Regions from separate parts of the Mus musculus genome. Here region 2 is linked to region 1. The links are chromatin contacts, called in public promoter capture Hi-C maps. All regions are on one chromosome and are shown on one strand. The core of a region is the stretch at or near the end of the contact, and the rest is flanking DNA. Distances in the headings are between cores, read along the strand shown.

Evidence for each region. Promoter capture Hi-C pulls out the DNA fragments that hold promoters and counts their contacts.
Region 2: a promoter capture Hi-C map of embryonic stem cells shows a contact between it and region 1, with 4 times the contacts expected there. The contact joins the promoter of Dnah12 here to the enhancer-like site in region 1. A contact is called at or near these places in 11 of 39 promoter capture datasets (the 3T3-L1 cell line, the C10 cell line, the HPC-7 cell line and 6 more), 3 of 15 datasets of contacts at CTCF or cohesin (CD8 T cells, the NIH/3T3 cell line and pro-B cells), 1 of 484 Hi-C or Micro-C datasets (group 2 innate lymphoid cells) and 2 of 9 other capture datasets (adipose tissue and liver).

The regions. Positions count from the first base shown.
Region 1 is chr14:26,485,415-26,489,641 of GRCm38.p6, forward strand. The region is part of intron 1 of Slmap (sarcolemma associated protein); the gene reads right to left. Among named protein-coding and RNA genes, the nearest start is that of Gm24031, 10 kb to the right of the region's middle. Within about 2 kb of position 1,592, at least 51 of the 459 cell types and tissues checked have an H3K27ac peak or open chromatin away from gene starts, as enhancers often do. A contact at or near this core is called in embryonic stem cells, where this site is marked.
Region 2 is chr14:26,689,216-26,693,344 of GRCm38.p6, forward strand. Dnah12 (dynein, axonemal, heavy chain 12) reads left to right here and starts at 2,339. Exons shown (of 75, transcript NM_001370884.1): 1 at 2,339-2,484; 2 at 3,968-4,082.

The sequences.
Region 1 (4,227 bases), core at 342-2,841:
GGCTTCCAAATACCTTAGAAATATAAGGCAGTTTCTGCTGTAGCCTAGAGCAGCAGTCCTGTGTGACTGTTTCCTCTCTCATGTCTCCCCATGGCACACTAGTGCCCACTCCTAGCTCTGCATATGTACATATGCACAGACTGACTCCTTAAAGCGGTATCTGTAACAACAGACTGATGCTCTGAAAATTTTTCAATGTTGAAAGGCTTTGCAAATATCCAAATAATCAGAAAGAGCTGATGCTCCCAACAAAACAAAAGCATGGTTGGGCGGGGGGAGAAGGAGGGGGGAGAGAAGGAGGGAAGGAGAGAGAGAGAGAGAGAGAGAGAGAGAGAGAGAGAGAGATCACATATATAACAGATAACAACAAATTCTAACTCCATATTGAAGATGTTGGTTCATTTAGTCCTCAAGACAAGCTCGCACATGCCCCAGGTTGGCCGCAGACTTGCTCCAAGCAGAGGGTGAGCTTGAACTTCTGACACGCATCACTCCCAAGTGCTTAGTAAAGTAGTGCGGAGACAAGCTTGGCAAGCACTCCACAAACAGCGACAGCCTTAGCACTATATGGGGGAGTTTTCTAAGTGTGGTTACAAAATGAGTTCTGTATGGACTGCAGGTAATGCACGCACGCATGTGTGCACACACACACACACACACATTTTAAATCTATCTCAACTGTCACATAAAACTGAACAGAGTGACTAAGACAAAAAGCCAAAATCCAGACCCCCACAGACAGCATTTATAGGACAAGTAGATAGTGAGATATCCACATGAGCCTCAAAACAAAAACAGAGAAAACCACTGCATGACCATATACAGGGTGACCAGACCTGAGAATCACAAAATGGCTACCAGGGGACAGTTTGGAGGACAGCAAGAGAAGTTGAAAATAGAAACATCTAGCTCAATCCAATAACCATATATACTTGGTTCCTAGTTGAACCCAGAGCCTTTCTCAGTGAAAAATTAGGCTCTACCACTATGGTAAACAAGGTCTCCCTATGGAAATTCTTAAAACAAACCAGCCAACCAAAGCTGCCTTCCAAGACACAGCTTCTCATAATGGAAAGAAAGCAGCTGGAAATGGAGTCAGAAGTGCCAACAGGGATGGCAAAAGAAAAGATCCATAAAAAGTGGAGAAGGAAAAATAAACTCATGTAGTTTTAGAACGTTTCACAAAAAACAACACAAGAGGGCGCTCTGTGAACTTGGAAACAAACTAAGGAACTTAAGGAAAAATAACTGAAGACACAAGATAGCGAGCACAGGGGTGGGGAGACCTCAGAAAAGGTCGGAGGAGGTAAAAAAATAAATAGAAAGGGTTCTACAAGAAAAGTTGGTGTCATTAAGTACAATAAACAGTGCCTAAAGAGAAATGAAAAGCAATATGGAAGCAATTGTTATAAAACCGCAGAGAAATTATCAAAGGCAGACCGCCAGGGCACCAGGGTAGTGGCTCCTCTCAGCGTCCGTCCACACAGAGACACTTTAAAAAAAGGAAAGAAATCAATAACACCTCCAGAGCCAGCCTTGCTAGAACTCAAGGAAATATGCAAACACTTAGAGCAGTGCACAAACATTCATTCAAGAACAAAGTAATATAAGTGAGCTGGTGCCAGCCACTGCATGTTTTCTCCCCAACAGGAACTCTAGGCCTTTATACTTGTGTGTGTGTGTGGGGGGGGGGGGGGGGTGAGGGAGAGAGAGAGGTCTAAACAGAGAAGAGGAAATAATGGGAAGAAAAATACTCCATGTTCCCTTTCATGCAGAACCTAGATTTTATTAGAGGAAGGAAAGGGGAAGGGGAAGGGGAAGGGGAAGGGGAAGGGGAAGGGGAAGCGGAAGCGGAAGGGGAAGCGGAAGGGGAAGGGGGAGGGTAAGGGAAAGGGAAAGGGGAAGGGGAAGGGAAAGGGAAAGGGAAAGGGAAAGGGAAAGGGAAAGGGAAAGGGAAAGGGAAAGGGAAAGGGAAAGGGAAAGGGAAAGGGAAAGGGAAAGGGAAAGGAAAGGAAAGGGGTTCTGAAAATCAGTAAGAAAACGAATGGTATCACTCACCCTTGGTCTGCCTACCCTCCAGAACAGCAGAAATCTGGACAGCACCAGTATGCATTCCCAGAATGGAACCTTGCTTGGTACCTGACTCCGGAGGGAGCAGATCAGACCGTAATCACAGATTACTGTGTATTTTAACCTCTCCGAAAGTGACATGAAGGACTAATGCAGAACTCACCTAAGTTAGAAAAGTAACTAACTTTTACTGTTTAAAAAGTGTGATTTGCCTATCACAAGCAGTGCCACGTAAGAAAAGTAATCAATGCTACATGCCACCTCAGAAGACATAAGTCAGCCAACGTTATGCACTAATAGAAAGGGAGAACCTCACAGCCGTCTCAATCTACGCAGAAAAGGCATTTGAAGGAGCACAGCACCTCTGCTTGTAAACACTCAGAGGAGGGTGGAATCAGCAGGCAGCTTCCTAACACAAAAACTCAACAACGAACCTTCAGACACAGAACAGCAACCTAACGTCAGGGTAAAACTGCAGATTAAAGCCATTTGTGTGCGACTTGGTGTCCGAAGAGAGCCAGTATAATAAAAGCAAACACTATCACAATGAAGGAAAGAGCAATGGGAAATAGTAAAGAGAGACAGCTGAAAGGAGCTGAGAAACTGAGATGTGGAGACACAAAGAACAAGGGGTGTGCCAGTGGGGGTGGGGGTGCACACGGGCCTCAAGGGTGCGGCAGACAGCCCTGGTGAGGCAGAAGACAGTGATCCTCCCAAAGAACAAGCCTACAGCCCTCACAGCCCCAGGTCCAGGGTTTGGGGCACTTCAGAGCTGCCCAATTGTGTCCCTGGCTGTGTCTCTCCGGGGCTGCTTGGCCTGTGCCACCTTGAGAGAATCCATTCTCTAAAGCTGAGTTACCCTGGATGGCCTGAGAAGTACCAAGCATAAAGAGCAGGGTTGAAGTCAACCTCACAGCCCCAGGGTAAGACAAACAGCAGTGTCAGAGTGCAGGCTGGGCCTTCAGGCAACAGGAGGCTCCGCTCAGGCAGTGATCAGACAGGGTGAAGTGATCCGTCACAGATGGTTAGGGGCTGACCTTAATCATCTTCCATGCCTCCAATCGCTGCCTGGAGCCAGGGACTCAACTTCTGGAACCACCCACCTGCCAAGAGGCTCATTGCTATAGAGCACAAGTTCTTAAACTGTGAGTTGTGATCCCCATGGCAACAGTTAAGGCTTTCTGAAAGTGCAACAACCAAAAATTAACTTTGAAAAACAACTATGAATGAATCTGGAGTATTTCTGGCAGCACGTGCTCCCACAGCACATGACTTCATGGCAGTCCTGGTTCTTTGTGCTGACATGCCATCACAACATGCAAAGCGATTATACCCTGCTGGGAACACTTGGCTTGTGCTCAGGACCAGTGTAGGAGCTTCACATACAAATAGCTCGCCCTCAGCTGGGCAGTGGTGGCGCACGCCTTTAATCCCAGCACTTTGGGAGGCAGAGGCAGGTGGATTTCTGAGTTCGAGGCCAGCCTGGTCTACAGAGTGAGTTCCAGGACAGCCAGGGCTATACAGAGAAACCCTGTCTTGAAAAAAACAAAAACAAACAAAAACCCAAATAGCTCGCCCTCATAGAAACACAATTGTTTAATTACAGAAAACAAAGACCTTTAAGTATTTTACTACTGCTATTTCTTAACATGGAAGCATCAAATTTGGATATCTCTGGAGTATATTAGGTTAAAAAGTTTGATTTTAAAAGCCTTTGTTTGTACTTCTGATTTCAAATTCACAAAAATATGTTATTTTGCCTTGGGAGTAGGACAAAACTTTCTGAATGATTTATGAAATAACCTCAAACATATTTCTGCCATTTTGTCCTATATATTTATAAGTGGTATTCTATTCATGATTATAAAATCAAAATACCGAACCATTCTGTAAAAAAATCTTGAAGATTTTGTAAGTGTTATCAAATGTTCAGACATAATACATAAAAATAAACAACCATAGCTGTGCTATTATATAATTCTGCTTTCAACCAATAAATATCAAAATTATATATATCTATATTATATATATCACAGACTTATTTTAAATTATTTTTATTATTTATTCCAAGTAAATGTTTGATTTACATATTGATTCTAGATGCTTACATACCCATAGTCACATACAAATTTCTCAAGTGACAAAGAATCGGGTGTG
Region 2 (4,129 bases), core at 1,089-3,588, 200 kb after region 1:
TCTATCTCTAGTCTGTCCTTCATGAAGAGATGTTGGATTTTGTCAAAGGCCTTTTCTGTACCTAATGAGATGATCATGTCGTTTTGTCTTTCAGTTTGTTTATGTGGTAGGTTGTGTTTATTGATTTATGTATGTTGAACCATATCTGCATTTCTAGGATGAAGCCAACTTGACCATGGTGTATAATCTTGTTGATGTTATGGTGGTTTGAATGAGAATGGCTCCTATAAGTGAATAGAGTGGCACCATTTGAAAGGATTAGGAGGCATGGCCTAGTTAGAAGTTACTGGTGGTGAGCTTTGAGGTTTCAAAAAGTACATTCCAAGCCCAGAGTCTCTTTCTTCCTGTTGCCTGTAGATCTGGGTATAGAAGTCTCAGTTACTGTCTGCATGCTGCCATGCCCCACTGCCCTAATGACAATGAACTAAACCTGTGAAACTGGTAAATGCTTTCCCTGATGAGAGTTGCTGTGGCCATGGTCATGTCTCTTCATAGCAATAGAACATTAAGACAGACATGTTCCTGAATTTGGTTGACAAATATTTTATTGAAACATTTTTACATCTATGTTCATAAGGAATATTGGTCTATAGTTCTCTTTTTGAGGGTGTCCTTGTGTGGTTTTGCATCAGGGTAATAATGGCATTGCCCCCATCACACACATCAAATAATTTTTTTTCAATTAAATAACCCAATTTGTTAACTGACAAAGGGTTTGAATAGGTATTTAATTTAAAAAACTTTTTAAAAGGGACTACTGATGGAGCCAGGTTGGCTAAAGATGGTCTTCATAGATTAATGTCAGGTTATTGGTGATTTGATTATACTATAAAATTTCTTCACTAGATCACTAAATTAATTTGTATTTGCCTCCCCTTTTATCCGTGTATTTTAGACTAATAAAAATAGCATTAAAAACCCTATCACATAAACATACAATTGTTTTGTTTTATACACGTAGACACTCAATTTAACAAGCTACAGAGTTCTATAAAGTTCATTCTCTTACTGAAGTCATACATATGGAACACTTACTGTGCGCAAGGCAGTAGTATATGATAGTTCATCATTAAAAACTTTGAGATGGTGACTAGCACACAGAAAACACTCAAATGTTGCTAAAAAAATCAATAAATTTGTCATCTGGAAATTGAAAAAAGAAATCAACCTTAGAAAAGTATGCTCCGAACTAAATTGTGGTCTGCCATGCCTCCTTTCCTCCAACCCTAGGCAAGAGGGGTGTTTTTGAGGAAAAAAAAACAAAACAAAACAAAAAAAAAAAAACAAAAACAAAAAAACCAAAACCTTGTTGCTTTGTTGTTCTGCCAGGGAAAGAAGAAAATTCAGCACTATAATCTGCAAAACCTTCAGTACCGAACAGTTCCTCAGAGTAGAAGAGGGAGGACACTGCCAACCCTGAAAATAGGACAAATGAGCTAACCCTGACAGAGTCATTGGAGCAAATACACCCAGGCAAAACCTGTAGGAAAAATAAGGCTCTGGAAGAAGGAAAGTGTTTAAACACTATTCCCCACTCCTGGCCTGGCCTTTGAAAACTACCAATATAAAACTGAGAGTTCCAGCTATCCCTGGAATGCCAGAGGAATCACTGTAGCTTGTGGAGGACAAGTTGTTAAATGAGGCAGGTCACATCACGTCCACTGAAACAAGACAGACATAGATCTCATGGCTTCTCATGGCAGGGTGTTTCTTTGAATGGAAACACAGTGATAAAGTAGAAGAGACTGCTGAGTGGAGGAAAGGAGCCAGGCAGTGTGTGGAGAGCTCAGGAGGGAGAGTATAGGAGTGACAGAGAAACCCATATCGAGTCTCAGAGGGAAACCCATTACTAGGTATGCTAAGAGAAACAAAATACTCCATAGCAACTTTTTTATTCATCCCTCATAATCTTCCTGGACTATACATTGGAGTTTCAAGTTACAATGTCCTTCCTTAAACATAGCTGCAAAGTTTGCACACCTTAACCTGTTTGATTTTTGGTAAGGACTTCCTGAAAGTGTTGAAAAAACAAATAGCAAATATAAGAACAAGATAAATTGTATTGAGGCTTGGTTACAGTAGTTACAGAAAGTCATTATGGGGACACTTGAAGACTCCATTCTTCATTGACAATGAATATTTATATAAATCTATATATTCTCCAATAGATTCAATTTTCTAGTCATGCCTTTTCCTGCAATTTGGAAATCTTGATTTCCTGGACTCCTTCCAAGGTAAGGCAGTTAAACAGCAACAACAGCAACAAAAATCACCTTGCCCTCGATTCACTTGAGTGAAAAGCAGTGTAACTGTTTATCTTAAGTCTCTCTTAGTTCAGCAACTGCCTCTTCTAGCAACCTTCACCCAGCCCTTTTGGTAGGCAAGACAGTTTCCATGGTGACTATGTTGTTTCTACTGGATTGCAGTAGCCCTGCAGAGGAAAAACTCTTTGTCAGTCCCTGAGAGGCGAAAGAGAAGAATCAGGTACCATTTCTCTTCCTTTCCTCCTTTTTGTGTTTTTTGTTTTCTGTTTTTTATTTTTTGTTTTTTGAGACAGGGTTTCTCTGTATAGCCCTGCCTGTCCTGGAGCTCACTTTGTAGACCAGGCTGGCCTTGAACTCAGAAATCCACCTGCCTCTGCCTCCCGAGTGCTGGGATTAAAGGCTTTCGCCACCACCCCCTGCTCTCTTCCTTTCCTTCTAAGATCTATGATTTGAGTGCCTGCAGAAAATCTCCAAACCCTGCGGCATTTGGGGCAAGTGTAGTTGATACCATAGTTACACTGCTGAGTGTTTATGTTTTATATTTGCTTTGCATTAACTATGGCTATTATCTGTCAATCATTACTGCCACGGACCACCCTAGTGGGGTATGGGGGTCCCTGAAATGAGGGTCCTTGAAGCTAGGTGGGTAAGGATTCAGCGGTGACAAACAGAGACAAACAGAGGCAGTTTGAATCTGAGTGTATTCTGCAGCTCTCAAGCAGGGGGTTTTATACATTAAAAAACCAAACATTACATCTCTTAGGAACGATATCCAGTGAAACAATCACAGATACCAACAAAAATCATTTGGCATAATAAAGCACAAAAATCATCCAAGCATTACAACTTTATGTATTCAGTGAATCACAAACAGAACAGGTAACATCATTATAAATCATCAAAATATAACAATTTTAAAAGGATGTATTCAGTGGGGGCTGTCGTCCAAGGCTAGTGGCATATTTCCAGGAGCAGGTTAATAAATCTTTATGGTCAGTGCTCTTAACCAGTGAACTAACTTTTCAGCCCCAGGGTCAATTATTATTTAACATCTAGTGGCTGATTTTTTATAATCTTCAATGTATAAATTTAAACTATTTTAATTCTTTCTAGTTAAGGCTTTCTTTACCATATACCAAAATCCACCTCTGATGACACACATGTAGCCATATGAAATTTTATTGTTGGGAAAGTTTTTATCATAATAGTTTTGTAAATGATTTAGAAAGTAAAGTGTTGGTTTCCCAAGGGATAAGGTCATGTTAGTGGCCCCATCTCTAGGGATGGTTTCTTACCCATTATTTTCTCTTAAGATCTTGGCCTAGGTTACCAGGAACATGTAAATAAGAAAAGGAATAAGAGAAAACAAAACAGATAGATTACCATGAGAACTACGGCGCAATATTTTTTCTCCAGTGAAGAGTTCCACAACCGGTTCCAGGAGGCCTCCCCCTTTTGAGGTCGATCGCCTCAGTTTGTGGAACTTGTCACACTGATCCTACTGGAGGTGCTGTGGCACATCACTTTCTATGATATTAGGCAGACTGAGTCAATAATGCTTTGAAAAAATATTAATGATATTAAATATCAGTTTGGGGGAGGGGGATTTTGCTGTCTTTTGCATCTAGGGGGAAACAACAAACCCAGGATTTTAGAGGTGAAAGGCTGTTTAGAGCATGTCTAATTCAATTCCTTAATTTTAGATTGCAAGGGGGAAATATCTGGCTTCATTTCTTCATAGCAAGTGGCTGGCAGAGCCGTGTTTAGAATTCCGGCCCACTCATCTCAACTGCCATTCTTTAACTACTACCATACTTGGTAAGAGAATCTGGACAGCTATGGATTTTGTTTACAGTACCGATGTG